2 separate regions of the Sus scrofa genome follow, and region 1 is linked to region 2. Evidence: chromatin contacts called from public Hi-C data. All regions are on one chromosome and are shown on one strand. Each heading gives the region's core, a stretch centred on a gene start, on an enhancer-like site or on the middle of the called end of the contact. The rest is flanking DNA. Distances are from core to core; before and after follow the strand shown. Region 1 holds the start of HAUS6 (HAUS augmin-like complex subunit 6). Region 2 holds the start of MLLT3 (protein AF-9).

Evidence for each region. Hi-C and Micro-C count contacts between places; a contact is called where the count stands out from the background.
Region 1: a Hi-C map of heart right ventricle shows a contact between it and region 2, with 7 times the contacts expected there. The contact joins the promoter of HAUS6 here to the promoter of MLLT3 in region 2. A contact is called at or near these places in 1 of 5 promoter capture datasets (fetal skeletal muscle) and 1 of 47 Hi-C or Micro-C datasets (heart right ventricle).

Annotation. Positions count from the first base shown.
Region 1 is chr1:203,717,172-203,722,352 of Sscrofa11.1, reverse strand. HAUS6 (HAUS augmin-like complex subunit 6) reads right to left here and starts at 2,100. Exons shown (of 17, transcript XM_013993527.2): 1 at 2,003-2,100; 2 at 325-420. The coding sequence starts at 2,097.
Region 2 is chr1:202,313,353-202,319,107 of Sscrofa11.1, reverse strand. It overlaps MLLT3 (protein AF-9), which reads right to left and starts at 1,650. Exons shown (of 11, transcript XM_013993522.2): 1 at 973-1,650. The coding sequence starts at 1,155.

The sequences.
Region 1 (5,181 bases), core at 851-3,350, 1.4 Mb before region 2:
AGAGGGGGATAATTAACAACAACAAAAAAAAGTAAAGCAAAATTAAGTGTACAGATAGATTAGTACTAGTTAACTGTTCTGGAAAGTAATTAAGACTATGATAGGAATTAAGTTTATAAACAAAATCCCTTTTACTTATGAAATCTACAGTGATTTTAGTATAATTACAAAAAAAAAATCACTCAGATTTATAAATTTGTAAGACCCAAACCTGATTTTTCTAACACCCATTGAAAACAATATTCGATGCCAAAGTAGAAATTTTGGCTTATATCATAGCATAATCCCTTATCAAAAAAAAAAAAAGGAACATCTTTTACTTACTTGAAAACTTCTTTGGTGAGAGACTGGTCCAGTGTTTGAAACAAAAAATAACAAACTATTTGAAAGGCATCACGGTTCAGCCTATCAAACATGTTCCTAGTGGTTTGAAAAGAAACAGAAGAGGGTGAGGGGGAATGGTTAATAAAACTAAACATCATTAAAAGTTTTATAACAGTTTGATACCAATTAGTATTTTTCGGAGTTCCCATCATTGTGCAGCAGAAACAAATCCAACTAGGAACCATGTTGTGGGTTCGATCCCTGGCCTTGCTCAGTGGGTTAAAGATCCAGTGTTGCCGTGAACTATGGTACAGGTCGAAGATGTGGCTCGGATCTGGCATTGCTGCAGCTTTGGCATAGGCCGGCAACTGCAGCTCCAATTAGACCCCTAGCCTAGGAACCTCCATATACCATGGGTGTGCCCTGAAAAAGCAAAAAAAAAAAAAAAAAAAAATTAATATTTTTAATTCTGTTCAATAGGTCATGGCAAATTAATTTTTGTAATTCACGTACACATACTTACAGCCAATTAAGAAAAACATACATGGAGTTCCCCTCATGGCTCAGAGGAAACAAATCTGACTAGCATTCATGAGGACACAGGTTCTATCCCTGGCCTCACTCAGTGGGTTAAGGATCTGGCGTTGCCATGAACTGTAGTGTAGGTTGCAAAAGTGGCTGGTTCCATGTATCTCAAATTTCCCCTGGCCTACAGTGAGAAAGATAATAGATACTGCCTAAAGTTGGCAAGTTAACACACAAAGATATAAACAAAGTATTCAGTATTAGAAATAACAACTGTAATATTTGTGGCAAAGTAGGAAATGGATTTACTCTTCATCTTAACACCATTCTCTCTACCAGTTTTTTGCTAACTGTGGCAAGTTCATGCAATTTGCTAATTCAAGAAGTAGAAATATAAAGAGTAACCACTTTACAAGGTTCCCTAGAGTCCTAAAGGCGTTTGCACACGTCCTTCCATTACCAAGCCGCCACCTCTACCTCGACATCACGGACTACTCAGCTTGCTTCCAAAGCAGAAATAAGCCGCCCCTCCAGTTTTTACCCCACTTGCTGACTCTACTCCCCTACAAAGCGCTCCCAGCAAGGTCCAATAATTGATAGTTTCCATCGCCAGGCTAGCAGCCACTGAGAGCAGGAACTAGAAGACAGTGTCGGGCCACAGCAACCGCTCCAATACTTAATTCAACACCTGGGAAGTCCGCAAGAGAGTGGGTTGCCCCGGCGCGACTGGGTTCGGATTTTCCCGCCCCACCGCCCGGGCCTCCTTACACTCCGAGGTGCGTGTGAGACACGATCTTTCCGCAGGCTATGGTCGCCGGGCCCGGGTCGAAGCCGAGTGCCCGCAGATACATCCAGAGATGCTCCTTCTCGAAAGAAGTGATGCAGGCAGAGCTCATCTTAGCAGCAGGCAGGGACCCGCCAAAGGAAAAAAGCTCAGGCTCCAACGACTAAGAGGTTCCTCAGACTCCCTCCCTACCGGCAGCCTGAGGTGGCAGCAGCACCTCCATTACCACCGCCTTCTCCTCTCTCGCCCGAAGCCATTTCGTCTTAAATAGCCTCAAATGCCTCGAATGGCCTGAAATTGTAACGTCTCAGGGATATAAAGCCTCTAAGGATAGTATGGGACAGCGGTCAAAAGGAAACCACCACAAACCGAGCTTCCCGCGCTGCCCGGAAAGCGGTTGGCGCCGACACCGCCCGGTTTTCAGAGGAGGAGGGACTTCCGCGGAGAATTGTCTCTCCCGCCATGCAATGCGCCCTCTCTCCGCCCCTTCTGGTCCTAACCAACCAAGATCTTACTAGACCCTCAACGCACTGCCGGGGTTGTGCATTTTGCGGACTCTTTCCGGTTTCGCGCTTTCTGATTCTATTTTTCTGATCTCTGTGGTTCCTTTTGCTCGTGTAGGCTTATTACGTCAGGCAAAAAACGTAGACTGTTGTTCACTATTGTAGAAAAAGCATGTGAGGGTACATGTCTAAGTCTGAGCAATTCGCCTAACTTCTGATCCTCGGGTCTATTAGTAAAAATCTTCTATGCCCTCAAGTGCTGAATGTTCCCTTCACCCCTGGTGGCATGTACGGGGGAAACCTCACTGACCGAATTCTCTTACTTCAACTTTTGGCAAGACCCTCATTGTCGCCAGCCAAAGAAAGCACAAGCTGTTTAAGTCTCTCAAGGGACATTCTCGGGAAAACAGTGACAGAATCTGAGGGACAGAAATTCCAGCGTCGGATCTGTCACTATCTAGGTCGGAATTTGACCTGGGGCAGGGGGGACTCACTTTCCTCTTGGCACTGATTCATTTTCTTTTTCTTTCTTTCTTTTTTTTTTTTTTCTGTACAATCAACACTCAGTTTTTCTTTTTTTATTACTCAATGAATTTATTACATTTGTAGTTTTGCAATGATCATCACAATCCAATTTTATAGGCTTTCCATCCCACAATCCCAGCACATCCCCCCACCCCCCAAACTGTCTCCTTTGGAGACCATAAGTTTTTCAGAGTCTGTGAGTCAGTATCTCTTCTGCAAAGAAGTTCATTGTGTCCTTATTTCAGATTCCACATGTCAGTGAAAGCATTGGATGTTGGTGTCTCATTGTATGGCTGACTTCACTTAGCATGATAATTTCTAGGTCCATCCATGTTGCTAAAAATGCCAGTGTTTCCTTCCTTTTAATGGCTGAGTGATATTCCATTGTGTATATGTACCACATCTTCTTGATCCACTCCTCTGTTGATGGAGATTTAGGTTGTTTCCATGTCTTGGCTATTGAAAATAGTGCTACAATGAGCATCAGAGTACATGTGTCTTTGCGAGTCATGGTTTTCTCTGGATAGATGCCCAGGAGTGGGATTGCTGGATCAAGTCACTGATTCATTTCTGAGACTCCTGGACATCCGACTCCAGAATGAATCTCTCTAGGTCGACTCCAGAACGAATCTCTCTAGGTCCCACAGGGGGATGCCCTTTGGGAATTTGGGGATTCCCAGAATAGCCCCTGCCCTCAAAAGTCTCTCTCCTATCTTCCTTCTAGTTGTCCTTATGGACAACTGTCAGTCTGCATAGGCAAAACACTCTCCCTTGGGATGACTCCTCAAACATGGGAAAGATCTTAGATTAGACAACCTCAAACCTTTAAATGAACGATCTTTTTCTGCAATACTGCTAACCCCAGTATAATTTGGCCACCAGGAGGTCTGGCCCAAGGACAGCCCTCTCAACTATGCTATTCTCCAACTTGGCCTCTACTGTCACCCTCTCAGCAAATGGTTTAAATTCCTTGTGTCCAGGCTTTCCTTCAACTTTCTCAGTACTCTAACCTGCAGTGCTCTTGCCACATGCTCCTATTAACCCCTACTTCTCTGTCTCCTCCTTTGGACCCTGAAGATCTCCCACTGTCCCTCTCCTTGTGTTCCTCTCCAGGTTCATCCCCCCTCCCCCTCTCAGACCCCGGACACCCTCTCCCTCTCTGCCTCCAGCCTATCCTCCACCGGCCCCTTGTTCTCCTTCTCCCAGTCATACTCAGTCTGGATGTGCTCCTCAGCCCCCTTCTGAGCCAGCCACCCAGTTTCTCTTGCAAGAGGAGGCTGACCCCTAAGGAATCATATTTGTTCTTGTCCTTTTTCTATGCCTTATTTTTCCCAAGTAGAACTCAAGTTAGGCAATTTCTCAGAAGACTCCACCAAATTTACTAAGGAATTTGATTACCTTACTTTAACCTATGACCTTTCTTGGCAACATACTGTCATTTTCTCCTCTTGCACTAATACAGAAGACTGAGCTAGAATCTGGACTAAAGCTGGAGAATATGGGGATGACTTCAAAAAGCATCAACCCAGTGTTTAGGCACCAGTACCCACAGCAGTCCCTGACAATTATCCCAATTGGAACTATCAAGTAGTGTCCCAAGACAGTTTTGGTTGTGTTTTGTTGTTGTTGTTGTTTGTTTTTATCTTAGGGCCACACCTGCAGCATATGGAGGTTCTCAGGCTAGGGGTCAAATCCGAGCTACAGCTGCTGGCCTACACCACAGCCACAGCAACATGGGATCTGAGACACATCTGCAACCTATACAGTAGCTCACGGCAACACTGGATCCTTAACCCACTGAGCGAGGCCAGGGATTGAACCTGTGTCCTCATGGATCCTAGTCAGGTTTGTAACCCGCTGAGCCACAATGGGAACTCCAGGGTCCCAAGATAGACACAGACCAGACTATATGCTTACTTGCCTCATTGAAGATGTGAAAAGAGCCACTACCAAGGCTGTGGATTATTACAAAGTTAAAGAAATTAGTCAGGACCCAGATGAACACCCTGCTCTTTTCCTGTCCTGCCTTTCCGAGGCTCTATACCTTTTTACCAATTTAAATTTAATCTCTAGGAGTTCCCGTCATGGCACGGAGGAAACAAATCTGACTAGGAACCATGAGGTTGCCGGTTTGATCCCTGGCCTGGCTTAGTGGGTTAAGGATCCAGCATTTCTGTGAGCTGTGGTGTAGGTCACAGATGCGGCTTGGATCTGGCGTTGCTGTGGCTCTGGCATAGGCCGGCAGCTACACCTCCTTTTGACTCCAGTCTGGGAACCTTCATGTGCCACAGGTGTGGCCCTAAAAAGACAAAAGACCAAAAATAAATAATAAATAAATAAATAAATTTAATCTCTAGGGAAGGCAAAACAATCCTGGCAACACATTTTGCCTCCCACTCAGCTCCTGATACCCGTCACGAACTCCAAAAATTGGAAAAGGGCCCTCAGATTCCCCAATCTGAACTTACCAACCTGGCCTTTGAGGTCTTTAATAACAGAGATGAGGATAGACAGAAGAGG
Region 2 (5,755 bases), core at 401-2,900:
GTTGTGTGCTACCCCCCTCCCCCGCCCCCTTCAGCTGTAATTCATGAAGAGGCTGCTATGAATGAGAGCGCGCCCAGGAGCGGAGGGTAGATGGCGGACATTCTCTGCCTTTTTCCCCCCGCGTTCGCTTGCTCGCTCGCTCGCTTATTACACTCAGCCCTAAAAGCAAAAGCAGCAGCAGCAGCAGCAGCTCCAGGGCCGGAGGATGAGATTCCGGAGCATGCGCTGTGGCGCCTGACACCGGGGCTCTGAGCCTCAAGGGGCGGAGGGAGGGCGCGCGGGCGGGGCGGAGCGCGCGGGGAGGCAGAGCGAGCAAGCAAGGGGGAGCTCGAAAGAGCCAATCACCGGCCACCTCCCGAAGCCCTGGCGGCCAGCACCGCCACACTGGAACGCCTCGCTTAAAGTAACAGGTTCCTGCTGGGGGTGGGGAGAAGGGCGGGGAGGGGACGCTGGGGTGGGGAGAGCAGCCAGCTGGGGAACCATCCCAGCCCCTGTGTAAACTCCTCTCGCCCTACAATAAAAAACGGATTAAAACTGCTGGAATGTAGCCACTGCCTAGAGCCCCCAGCCTCCCGAGAAGGGGCGTTAAATCAAGTCTTTGGCGTTAGTTAGCACGCTCGGGGAAGGGAAGGGGGTTTCTTTTACTTTCCACCACATCTTTTTATGGTTTTGTGCTGAAACGGCAAGAAATTACACCCAAACAAACTTATTTAAAGACAGAGCGAGAGAAATGCCATCCTGCAAACAAGCGTCTAAAAGCAATCGCTGAGACAGTTATAACCGGCAACAATTCCCTGGCCCCCTTCCCTATCCACTCACCCCCTCCCTTCCTGCACCGCCATCGACAATTTTAAAATGAACAAGCCAGAGAAACAAGACGGCAATTTCCTTCCCAGGGACCGCCTCCCGCGTTGGTAATCCCCGGCTGGAAGGCATAACAAAGCAGTGCCCAGGTGAAGGTGAGATAGATACCTGGGAGTGCTGCTGGGTGCAGACCCGCGGGGACCAGGCTAGGAGTTGTTTTCTTGGGGAGGTTGCCCCTCCTGACAGCCTGCTGGGTTGCATCAGAACGTGGAAGATTGTCCTCTGAGAACGCCAGGGACAACTGGGAGTCTTAAAATAGCAGATAAAGTTAATACTGACTGTAATGGGCATAAATTGGATTATAATCTTTAGGCGAATTGGTGACAGACAGCGTAATCCATCTCCGGGTATTAATCCTGTTAGGTTCCCGAGTGACAACCAGTCGCTGGAGTGTTCCCAAAGTCGCGCTCCTGCGATGCTTCTCACTTGGGTTGAACTTGCTCTCAGTGGCGGGGGATAGAACAGCGCAGCCACGCGTGGGGCGGAGTAGGAGTACTAACTAGCTTCCTTTAGCAGCGCAGACAACCTTTACAAAGGAAACGGATAAGATCTAGACAATTGATTTGAAAGTGAAAGATAGCTGTAACTTCGGTTCGTTAAAGAAAGATCCCTGCATCTTCCTATAGCCCACATTCCTTTTTTGCTCTTCTTTTCTTCCCTTTTTCCCTCATCTCCTTCTTTCTCAGTCTTTCCTTTGGCTTTATTCTCTTCTACCTGCCTTCTTTATCTGCCCTGTCTTGCATTTTTTGGCTCAACTTTCTTGCTTTCTTCTTTTCCTTTTTCTTAAAACCACCAAAACAAGTTGTATGGGCCATTGAATTAAAGGGAGCAAGCACAATAGGGGGAAAGAGGTTAGCCGGGGCACCTGGGATCCTTAATGTTAATTTTTCAGTTCTCCCAGCTGCTCACAGGGAGCTAATCGGAATCAGATCTGACCGGTTCGGACCAATTTTAATTTACAATCCAAGCCTCCGGCTTCAGTGCGTTGAACCCCTAAAACTGATGCTCTCCTCTCCCCCAGTTACAACCAAGAAAACCTCTTCTGCTTTAGGACCCTAATTCCTCCCACCCTTCTATTGGATTTAGCATGTAATGTAGAAAACAGCTGAGGATAGAAACATTTTAGTCCAAGGCCAAAAGCTTAAACTTCTCTTAGATTTCTTAGACCCACATGTACATATATGCATAATATTTTTTAGGTGTATGTGTGTCTGTGTGTGTATACGGACTAAGTTTACACACACATAGACAAGCTGTATGTTAGGGTCTACGTGAAGAGTGGACGTACTTGCTATGCATTATTGCATTTTTAGATAGAATAATCAAATTAGAAGTCCTTTGGAGTCGTAAGATAGGAAAGTGATTGTTATCTGGATGTGCCATTAATAAGGCCACTTTCTGGAAGGTGGCAACCATGAGGCAACGAGTCTAGCTTAGCACGCAGGTAAAAAACAACAATCCATTCTTCCTTTGAGTTGACTTCAGGGCTTGGCTAACTTCTAGCAACACCAACCGGGCTGTCTTGGAATTTTCTCTGTAACTTGTACTCGCAATGAGGGAAGAATGTCTCCTTTCGGAATTATGTGTCTGCTGAATAAGATTTATTCCAGGAATCACAAGTAAACCATGGGATCAAAGAAAGGTTCTTTTCCCATTATTCCTCCTTTCTCAAAGAATGCTTTTAAAAACCTTTAGGGGTAATTCTTTCTCCAGACCCTGGAAAAATAGATTCTGTCAGTAGATGGCGCACGGAGCCCTTCCACGGACGTCCTTACGTGACCTCGTTAAAACAAAAAAGACCAAGACCGGAGGGAAAAGAAAAGGCAATCCTGAATACTGAGATTCAACTTTTGGGCAAAAGAATTTATGTCAATCTTTCAATATATTATTTATAACATAATCTAATAAACTATTAATTAAAAGCAATCAAAACAGAAAAAACAGCAGATTAATTTTCTATCCATCATACCTGAAGATCTTTGCACTTTAGGTGAAGTACAACAAGCATGAAACAACCCTTTGGGTTCTTGACGATTTAATTACAGAAAATATTTTGCAAATAAATTTTGAGACAAACTTTTTCCAAAAAAAAAAAATTAAATGGAAGTGATGAGAGATAAAAACCATTTATTTCTTCAAAAAGCAATTATCTTACCAAAATTCATACTGTAGTACTTAGCATATTGTGAGGCACCATAGGGTTAGTTTTTGAGAAGCAGAAAAGAAAAGCAATTGACATTATCATATCGAATAAAATGGTTGATGAAGTGTAAAAAGGGACGCATGGGAATGGTGTCTGGGACTGGTTTTTAACTCCTGATCACCGTCATTGCCATTGCCTCCCTACCCTACCACCATCGTTTAGGCTCCAGCCCTTTTGTTTGTAATTAGTTTGTTTAGTTTAGCAGTTGAGGCCAGTTTGAATATTTCTAGTACAACGTAACTCCTTTAAAGAATGATTAGTGTCAAAGAGCAGCGGTTGCTTCTTATAGAACTTTACCTATTTGTTGTGATAGCTTATTGATACATGAACTCAAATAAATCAATAAGAATTAACCATTGCTTATTCTTTTGGATTTTTTGGGGAAAGGAAGAAGATGTGTGGGAAAAAAAATAATGGGGCAAATATAACTAAACATCTTGCAAATATTACACTCAGAATAATTAAGGATTTTTTTCCCATAATACTGCACTTTTTCTGTATGCTTTACCCATGTGTTCATTCACCAAAATATTTCTCCCATTCCATGTGCCAGGCACAGAGTTAGGCTCTAAGAATATGAGAATGACAGGGTTCCTGCTGTCACAGAAGGAAAAGGCCCAAGGGAGATGTTTTACCAGAGCCTTTTAAAAAAAAATTTTATAATGCCTAAATTTGGGATAGAGACAGGTGTCACACCTAAGCAAGCAGCATGCAAATTTGACAGGAACAGCCCAAGGATAAGAAAAACAGTGGGACAGATTAGAAGCCCAGAGGCGTTGCCTTCAATTCTACCTTTCAATGATTAAAATAAGGTGGGAGGGGAGTAATATCTTTTTTTGCAACCACAGCCAAGTTCTAATTTCTTTTTCCTTGACCTGAAGTGTTTTCTATGTTCATCTTATTGCAGCTCTTTTAAAGAAAAAAAAAACTCACAATGAAAGAAAGCTTACTAAGCCTTTTCAAGATCATGAGCATATTTTCTCATTTGAGACCATCCCTCTGTTTCTTATGGAAATTTTTGGTTCAAAATGTTCTAACATTATGTTTAATTCACAGTTCTAGATAGAGTGTATTGGGAACCCCTGAATAGTACAAATCATTACCTCTTTGAAAAAACAATTGCTTTGATACTCACTTAAGCGCCTAGTCCAGGACTATTTCCAGAGGTAAGAAATACACAAAGCTTTTTTAACCACCAGAGCCTCTTCATGTGTAAATTATTCCCTGAGAGTAATTTAAGCAATGCACTTACACATTCAGAAGACAAGAGTGCCTCCACAGTAATAATTTATTAATTTAGTGGGCTGCATCCCTAATTTAATAAATAGCACCTCAAGGCCTGAAAATTAATCAAGGATGTCATGTAAGACCCAACAATACAAAACAAAATACTGGAGGTCAGTTGATAAAGTATGATTGAAAATACCTTCTTAATAAATACAAGAATCACAGTGGAATATTTATAGGTGAAATACATGTTAAATTGAAATAGCTTGCTACAAATCAATCCATCTAAAAAGTAAACCATTTTACTCTATGTATCTCTAAGAATATCCTCCAAAGCTACTGCACAATTTCCTATCTTTCTTTAGATAATTTAATATCCTTGATTTTCAGTGGAAAATCTGTTTTCATATGTGATTTCATCATTCCCACTCACATATTAAGAATGGAGAGTTTAAATATTCACTTTATCCTAAAGTCATAAATTATATTTTGCCTTATTTGGTAAAAATTAAGGAAAAAAATAACATATTGGGGCTATGAACTAATGTTGACAGGTCAAACTTCAATTAAAACTGAATGCGAAATTTAAGAAAAAATTACTCCCTTCTGTGTATTAAATGGTCTGAGAGTGGTTTCACAATAATACTGAGCCTCTAAGAAGTAAGTGATTTACTACTTTCTGGCAGGATCAAGTATCCTGTTTGAGTTAAACTATTTACAGTCAGCTCTGAATAATCCATGAGCATATTATCCACTTTGTAGATAATCTACAATGACACAATTTATGTGTGGGGTTTTTTTTTAATGTAAATTTATGTTCGAGTCAGAGGGTTTTTTTTAATTATACAAAATGTACATAAGTGCATCTATTTGTCAGTTTCCATTCATAGATTTTCTTACAGAAAAGTTTCTATAGTAGTCCCTATATCTCTTTTGGACCCAACTTTCTAACTTTTATAAACAATTTATTATCCCAAAATTAGAGTGATTTGGCGAAAAACTATTGATCTAAGCAATAAAAATTGATTGGAAAGAAGGAATGTTCATTTAAATATTCACTTACCAGTGTGCTGAATCAAAAGAACTCCTAGAGGCTATTACTAGTTCTAGGAGTTCCCTGGTGGCTCAGTGGGTTACGGATCAGGCATTTTTACTGCTCCGGTTTGGGTCGCTGCTGTGGCATAGGTTGGATCCTCAGCCCCAGAACTTCTGCATGACATGGGTCCAGCCAAATAATAATAATATAGTTCTCTTACATATTCTCCACAAAATCAAATAAGGGAAAGTTAGGGAACAATTATCCTTTTTTTTAATTATAGGAGAGTTGATTCACAATATTATATTTTTTTCAGGTATACAACACAGTGAATCAATGTTTTTATAGGTTATACTCCATTTAAAGTTATTATAAAACATTGGCTATATTTTCTGTGCTATAAAATATATTCTTTCATCTATTTT